Linked DNA regions of Ovis aries: region 2 is linked to region 1. Evidence: chromatin contacts called from public Hi-C data. All regions are on one chromosome and are shown on one strand. The core of a region is the stretch at or near the end of the contact, and the rest is flanking DNA. Distances in the headings are between cores, read along the strand shown. Region 1 holds the start of RRS1 (ribosome biogenesis regulator 1 homolog). Region 2 holds the start of VCPIP1 (valosin containing protein interacting protein 1).

The links. Hi-C and Micro-C count contacts between places; a contact is called where the count stands out from the background.
Region 2: a contact with region 1 is called in a Hi-C map of muscle, with 4 times the contacts expected there. The contact joins the promoter of VCPIP1 here to the promoter of RRS1 in region 1. A contact is called at or near these places in 4 of 16 Hi-C or Micro-C datasets (mesenteric adipose tissue, muscle, skin fibroblasts and 1 more).

The regions. Positions count from the first base shown.
Region 1 is chr9:43,654,198-43,658,081 of ARS-UI_Ramb_v3.0, forward strand. It overlaps RRS1 (ribosome biogenesis regulator 1 homolog), which reads left to right and starts at 2,146. Exons shown (of 1, transcript XM_015097790.4): 1 at 2,146-3,790. The coding sequence starts at 2,263. The coding sequence ends at 3,360.
Region 2 is chr9:43,856,072-43,859,955 of ARS-UI_Ramb_v3.0, forward strand. It overlaps VCPIP1 (valosin containing protein interacting protein 1), which reads right to left and starts at 1,624. Exons shown (of 3, transcript XM_004011714.5): 1 at 1-1,624. The coding sequence starts at 1,381.

The DNA.
Region 1 (3,884 bases), core at 896-3,395:
TTTCTTTCTTCTCCACTGTTCCATAAAGTCTCAGTAATCTTTGCATCTAGTGCCTCAAACATGGTAGTCATTCAAATGTTTGTTAAATGAATGAATCTAAGCCAAGCCCAGAATAGTTATATCAGTGTCCTCAACACTCTCCTATGGCAAACCCCAAGAGCTTTAAGGTCCAAGGAGGTTGCCTAATAAGACCTATGACCTGGCCTCAGCCCCATGGGATGATTGGTATTAAGGTGTTGAGTGTTAAGGCAAACACTCAGAAAATCCCCAGCAAATCCTAAAATGCTTTTTAAAAAGAGGAAGAAAGAATATTAGAGTCAAATTCCTGAGGCATAAATTGCAGTCAAGAAATGTTTGCTGAGTGAATGAACAGAGCAGAGCTGAGAAAAGTCAATCAGCTCAAGAAGAGCCCAAACTCAGGAAGCAAGTGTGACAGGCGTGTGTCTAAAGCCCTCTTTAGCAGACATTCAAGTGAATCTATTTCCTAATTGCTATAATGTCCATTTCTACGGGTTAATTCTTCAGCTAACCCCTTCTTCACTACTCCCAGTGAAGTGAAAGTCACTCAGTCATGTCCAACTCTTTGCAACTCCATGGACTATACAGTCTGTGGAATTCTTTAGGCAAGAATACTGGAGTGGGTTGCCATTCCCCTCTCCAGGGGATCTTGACAACCCAAGGATTGAACTAGGGTCTGGGTTCATACAACAGGCAGCTTCTTTACCATCTGAGCCTCCGGGGAAGCCATGAAAGTCAAAATGTTAGCTGCTCAGTTGAATCCAATTCTTTGAGAACCCATGGACTGTAGCCTGCTGGGCTTCTCTGTTCATAGAATTCTGGAGATCACTGAGCAACTAACCCCTTTCATTTCCATTAATCACTAAGATATTTTGTTAAAATAAAAGTTCTGAGTCATAACATCTGGGCTAAGGCCAGAGACTCTGCATTTCTAATAAGCTCCCAGATGCTGCTGTACTGCTGGTCAACAGACCACACTTTTTTGAGTATCAAGAGTCTGGAAGACATTGCAGAGAATATGTATGTAGTTTTAGAGCCAGAGTTTAGACTTCTCCTGCTCCCATACTTCCTGGCTGTATAACCTTAGACAAGTCATTTTACTTCTCTGAGCCTGCTTCTGTCACCAGCGGAATATAGTGAATAACAGTAGCCAACACTTACTGAATGCTTACAATGTACCAGGAACTAATGATTCATATTCATCAACTTATGAATAGGACTTAAGTTAAACAACCTGACCAATGTGGGTACAAGAAACCCAGATCTTATTCTAGGTAGCTTGATTCAAGAACCTGGTGTTTAATCACTGTATAAGACTGCCTTTTCAGCAGAGTTCCCAGAGCCATGATGAGAATTAAACAATTACTGGTATTTAGCTCACATTTATTGAGCACTCATATGCCCAAGACTCCAGTGTAAGCTCCCTTGGGAGCATATTAACTCATTTATCTTCACGGCAGACCTGGGAGGTAATATTTGCAACCCCATCTTACAGGTTTAAGAATAGGCACAAACAAGTTACACAGCCGAAGGTCAAACACCAGAGCGGTCAAGGTCGGAACCCCGGCGGTCTAACAGCTGAGCCCCGCGCTCTTCTGCCATCAGCCAGGAGAGAAGGTGGCCCTGGGCTCCGGAGACCAGACTTGAAGTCGCCAGGATGGGGGCACAGCCGCGCCCCTTCAGGGCGGTCTAACCGCCAGACCCGCTCGCTCCCAAAGAAAACAAAGTCTCCGTCTCCACTTAGCTTTCTGTACATCCCCAGGTGAAGTGCCCACACCCGGGGGCACACCATGAACAGGTGTCAAGGCTCTGGTGAAAATGACTGGCTAAACAACTTGAGAACTGACTTTTACACACACTAAAACTAACAGTCGCTCCCGGGCCCGCTTAGTCCGCGGCCCCCTAACTTGCCCAGCTCGCACAGGACCACCCCCTCCCGCAGGGGCATCCTGGGAGCCAAGGTCCCAATCAGGCCTCGGAATTCGTAGATTCGGCTCCGCCTACCTCCGGGCTCCACCCCAAAGGCTGCCTCTAATCTCATCTGCTCTCTAACACCGCCCTCTGCCGGCCGTTCCTCGGGTAGCCCGCTCCTTGAGCCCCTTCCGGGTGCCCCGGAAGCGGAACTTTCTCTTCCGGGTCGAGCGTCCGGGAAGTCGCACGTGTCTGGGGTGCCGCGGCTTTAACCCTTGTAGGAGGAGTCGTGACTAGAACTGTCTCCCAGAGGTAGCGAGCCGAACCGGAGCCATGGAGGGCCAGAGCGTGGAGGAGCTGCTGGCAAAGGCGGAGCGGGACGAGGCAGAGAAGCTACAGCGCATCACGGTGCAGAAGGAATTGGAGCTGGAGTTCGACCTGGGTAATTTGCTGGCCTCTGACCGGAACCCCCCGACCGGGCTGCGGCACGCGGGACCCACACAGGAGGCCGAGCTGAGGGCCCTGGCGCGGGACAACACGCAGCTGCTCATCAACCAGCTGTGGCAGCTGCCTACCGAGCGCGTGGAGGAGGCGCTGGTGGCACGGCTGCCGGAACCCAGCACTCGTCTGCCGCGCGAGAAGCCGGTGCCCAGGCCGCGGCCTCTTACTCGCTGGCAGCAGTTTGCGCGCCTCAAGGGCATCCGTCCCAAGAAGAAAACCAATCTGGTGTGGGACGAGGTGAGCGGCCAGTGGCGCCGCCGCTGGGGCTACCAGCGAGCCCGCGACGACACCAAGGAGTGGCTGATCGAGGTGCCGGGCAATGCCGACCCCATGGAGGACCAGTTCGCCAAGCGGATTCAGGCTAAGAAGGAACGGGTGGCCAAGAACGAACTGAACCGGCTGCGTAACCTGGCCCGCGCGCACAAGATGCAGCTGCCCAGCGCGGCCGGCATGCACCCTACTGGACACCAGAGTAAGGAGGAGCTGGGCCGCGCCATGCAGGTGGCCAAGGTCTCCACTGCCTCTGTGGGGCGCTTCCAGGAGCGCCTGCCCAAGGAGAAGGCGCCCAGGGGCTCTGGCAAGAAGAGGAAGTTTCAGCCTCTTTTCGGGGACTTTGCGGCCGAGAGAAAGAGCCAGTTGGAGATGCTGCGAGTGATGAACAGCAAAAAGCCTCAGTTGGACATTACGAGGGCCACCAATAAGCAGATGAGAGAGGAGGACCAGGAGGAGGCGGCCAAGCGGAGGAAAATGAGTCAGAAGGGCAAGAGAAAGGGGGCCCGACAGGGTCCCGGGGGTAAGAGGAAGGGGGGCCCGCCCAGCCAAGGAGGGAAGAGGAAAGGGGGTTTGGGAGGCAAGATGAATTCCGGACCTCCCGGCCTGAGTGGCAAGAGAAAAGGGGGGCAACACCAAGGAGGAAAGAGGAGGAAGTAAATTTCATCCTTGGACCTTCTCCTAAACCAAGAACTGTACTTAATGCTAAGTTCTAGATACAGTACCCAGATGCACAAGATTTGGCCACTGCCTTCACTGAGCTTGAGGTTAAAGGGCCAGGTTTACCCTCCTCTGAAGATGATATGTAAATGTTGGACTGGACAAATTAATGTATTTCCCACAACCAAAACTCTGGCTGGAGATTAAAGGTTGTATTTAAGAACATCTGAATTAGGGAAAGAATCTGTGAAAACTAGGAATGAGTTTTACTTTTAAACAGCCTTTTTTTTCCCTCTCTTTAAACTTTGGATGGGGTTTAAGGGAGAGACTTAACAGCTGGTTTCTGCATTATTTTGATGACAAGTTTGTGTATTTATCAAAGCATGTGGGAACAGAAAGGTTACATTTTAAGTAAAACCAATGACCTGGATACCTGGTACAGATTATTTTCATTTACTTTCTAGAAAACATAGCAGTTACATTATGATTTCAGCAAGACCACTTTTATTAGAAAAACTCATCCT
Region 2 (3,884 bases), core at 374-2,873, 200 kb after region 1:
CTTTTTTAGCAGCTGCTGTGACTTCTTCAGGCTGAACTCCTATCACCCCGGTCCTCCTGTAGAAATACTGATGGACATCAGCCACCAAACTAGGATGGATACCGTGCTTGTCCATAAAGACTTCTTCCATAGCAGCAACAAGCCGAAGTAAGTATTTATCCTGCAAACTTCTGTCTCCTCCAATAACGCAACCACCATCCTCCTCAAGTTTGATGTACTTCTTAATGAGGTCCTGAGGCACACCCCATGCTTTAGGAAGCAAATTCATAGGCAGTTTAGGCAAAGCAGCCCCTTTTATGCCTACCAACGGGATATAATGGTTTCTACCAGAGCTACTCCAAGCGATACAGATTGGTTTGTTCAAATGACCATCTCTGCCGGTGCACTTCTCTGCAGGGATGAGCCCTGGCAGAAAGGTGGCTGAATAATCACCAGAGCTTCTCATGCCACTGAGCGAATCTAACAAAATAATAGGGCGATGAAGCACATTGGCGAGGCCAAATATGTGGATGTTCCGCAGACCCAAGGGAACCCCCTCAGGCGGTACAAACAGAGGGTCACACTCGTTGATAATGTCCTCCCACTCAGCAGCATCAATGAAGTCATGGAACAGCGCTTGATACCGGGCCAAGTGCTGCTGGAAGTGCTGTTTAAGATTCTCTCTCAAGGCATGCCAGAAGAGCTCCCGGCCCACTAGGGCCCGGGACACAGCATGCACCAGGCAGTGCCCGTCCCCGTCCACATGCACGGGAATGAGGCATTCCTGACTTTTATTGGCCCGCTTGATGTCCTCGAGGGTGTCATGCAAATACAGGAGGCTTCCGGAGCGGTCCTTGCCGTAGCCCACCGTGTTGACATGCTCCGGTTCGATGAGGAAGGCGCGGTCACCCAGCAAAGCGCAATCGAACAGCTCGCCCTGGTTCATGTCCCGGAGCAACTTAGCCCGGCCAGTCTGTTTGTCCATTCCGTAGCGAGCTAATATGGGCGACAGCAGTTTGCAGTGGTAGTTTGAAAGGCCCATCACCTTTACCAGTTCCGTGTTCTTCTTGGGTGCCCCCGTCACCCCGAGCAGCGCGTTCCGCAGCAGGTTGTGAAGCACTACGTCCGGGTCGGTCACCTCCTCCACCCCCAGCAGCTGTTGCTGCTCGTGCCGCTGTCCGCACTCGGTACACTCGATGCTGACGGAACCGGAGGCCGGGAAGAACAGACGCGCCTGGCACTTCGGATCCGGGCAGCTCCCGGAAAGGATTCTCCGGTCTCTCCGCTTTGAGAGCCCCCCCGGAGTCGCCGCCGCCGCCGCTGCCAGAGACGGCGGAGTCTGCGGAGCCTCTGGGGGAGGCGGCGGCGGCGGCAGCGGAGGCGGCGGCGGCGGCTGAGACATAGCTCTCGGCTCTCGAGTCTCGCTCCGCGTCCCAAGCGACCCTCAAAGGCTCATAGCCCAGACCCCCGCCGGCCCGACTCGGTCTCGTCCAGGCCCAGGGCGAATCACTTTCCTTTCCCTACCAGCTCCTCCTCCTCCTAAGCGAAGGCGGAAGCGCCGGACGTTGTTTCTCTTCTTACTTCTCCACTGCCGTAGCCGTTGCCCCGAACGTAACGGCCACCACCCTACCCCGCACTCACACTCACTCACTCTCGCTCTCTCTCCCTCAGACACACAGACATACACGCCCTCCCTGAGACTGCGCAGGCGCAGCTTTCACTCTGCCCTCTGGGAATTAGAGTCTTTCAGCCTTTCGCCTGGCCGTCAAGTACTAGGAGCTTGGGTCCACAAAGAACTACAAGTACCGTGAGGCAAAGCGGTTCGGTGCCCGGAGAGAGGAGGAAGAGGAAAGTAATAGGAATGGGGGCAGACAGGAAGAGACTCACTCACGTTGTCTTCCGGTAGTTGTAGTTCTAGCTCAATCTCTTTTGTCGTCGTCCCCATTCTAAGGCCCAAGCGAAATGAGTATGAGAGACCACATTTCCTAGGATGCCCTGCGGTGCGACCAAGCTCACTTCCCCCTTAGGCGGAGGGAAGGATGCAGGGAAGCTTGGTTAAAAACAGAGTTAAAGGGAATGGGTGTCGGAAGCAGAGGGTCTGAAGTTCACGACTGCTAGAAGGGGAGGGGAATGAAAGGCTCTCAGTGAAGAAGGTACAGTAAATATATGTCCAGCGACATGGCGGGCTGGGAAGCTGAGTGAAATGGTCTAATCAAGGCTGGAGGTCATGAGAGAAAAAGGCGGAGAATGGTGAATTGATTCTCGGAGTGTTACTTAATTTTTTTTCTGTCACACTCCTTTCTTCTTATTCCCGCCTCTATTACAAGCCGCTGAGGCTATTGAGTCCCCTTTACTGCCTTCCCTCCCCCGCCATTGGGAAGCACAGGCGCCATTTGTTTCCTCGTTCCATGTACGTCTTTGCAGTTTACAGTGCAAATAAAAATACCTTGGATGTGTACAGAATTTAAGTACATATCCAAAGTCTTTTAAGTAGTTTTGTTTGCTCCTTACCCTCAGAGAGTAATAACGGCTATCATTTATTACGTTCTTGGTATATGTTTGTCATAGCATTTACATACACGATAACATTTGATCTTCATAATGTTGCTCCAATACTTGGGCAACCTTGCTAGGAAACACTTCCGAAAAGGAAATGACTTGCTCAAGTTCAGGAGCTCTCAGGCCTTGGTCTGTACCCATTTTACAGACAAGGAACATAGGCAGGAAAGGTTAGGCCAGTCTTGTACAAAATAGTAACTAACTTTTAGTCGCTTATGGTTTATAGTTTACATAACATGATCACACGGATCATCCCACCCACACTCCTGTAACTCCTCTACCAGGTATTGTTGACTCCATTTACAGAAACAGACTAGAAGGAATTAAATTACTTGTCCAAAGTCAAATCACCAGGATCTCTCAGATCCAGAGAGTGCTTTTTTTTTTTTTTTAACTTTATTTTACTTTACAATACTGTATTGGTTTTGCCATACATCGACATGAATCCGCCACGGGTGTACACGAGTTCCCAATCCTGAAGCCCCCTCCACTTCTTACAAGAGAAAAAAGAAACTTTTAACCCCAGACCTTTTGTTAGGCCTCAGGCTCTGCTCTTAGTGACTCAAGGGGCTGTAAGGATGTTTACTGTGTGCTAGGAAACTGTCTCCTCATGCAAAACACATTCATATATTAATTGAAAGCTAGTATTTTTTTGAATATTGTACAGTCAGCCCCTTTCTCTTATCGTTCTGGAAACTCTTGCTTTCTGAAACCTTAGATAAGTGCACCACCTCAAAACTTCTGAAACATTTGGCACAAAATAGATACATCAATACAGTCCATGACCCCATTCCCATTTTCTGTAGCTGCCAAGGCTATATTTACCACATTAGGTTTTTCTGAATAAATAAAATTTGATGCTCTGAAATGAATTGTCTATAAACTAGACATTCCTAAAAGGTATTAGTACTGACTTTCACTAATTATCTACAATTTTCTTCTAAAGAAATGCATTTTAGGAATCCTTTAAATGTTAATTATTTTCTTGCTCAATTCTACCTGGCCTGTGCAAAAATAATGGTATCTGTGTATAAGAGAAATAATGTTACTTAACTTGAAGGGAATAATCTTCAATAAAGTTTTTCATAATTGATTAATGCAGGAAACTATTTTAACAGTATTTGGTGGTACACTACACAAAAGGTCTTGGAACTGATTTTTAGTTCTAAGGTGAGAAACTAGATATGCCTTTTAAATGCAAATTATTTTATACCTTGACAGAGAAGTTACACCTGTGGTGAAATTATATTTTTCTTATGATCAATGGTGAAGCTCCAATACTTGGGCCACCTGATGCAAAGAGCCAGCTCATTAGAAAATACCCTGATGCCAGGAAAGATTGAGGG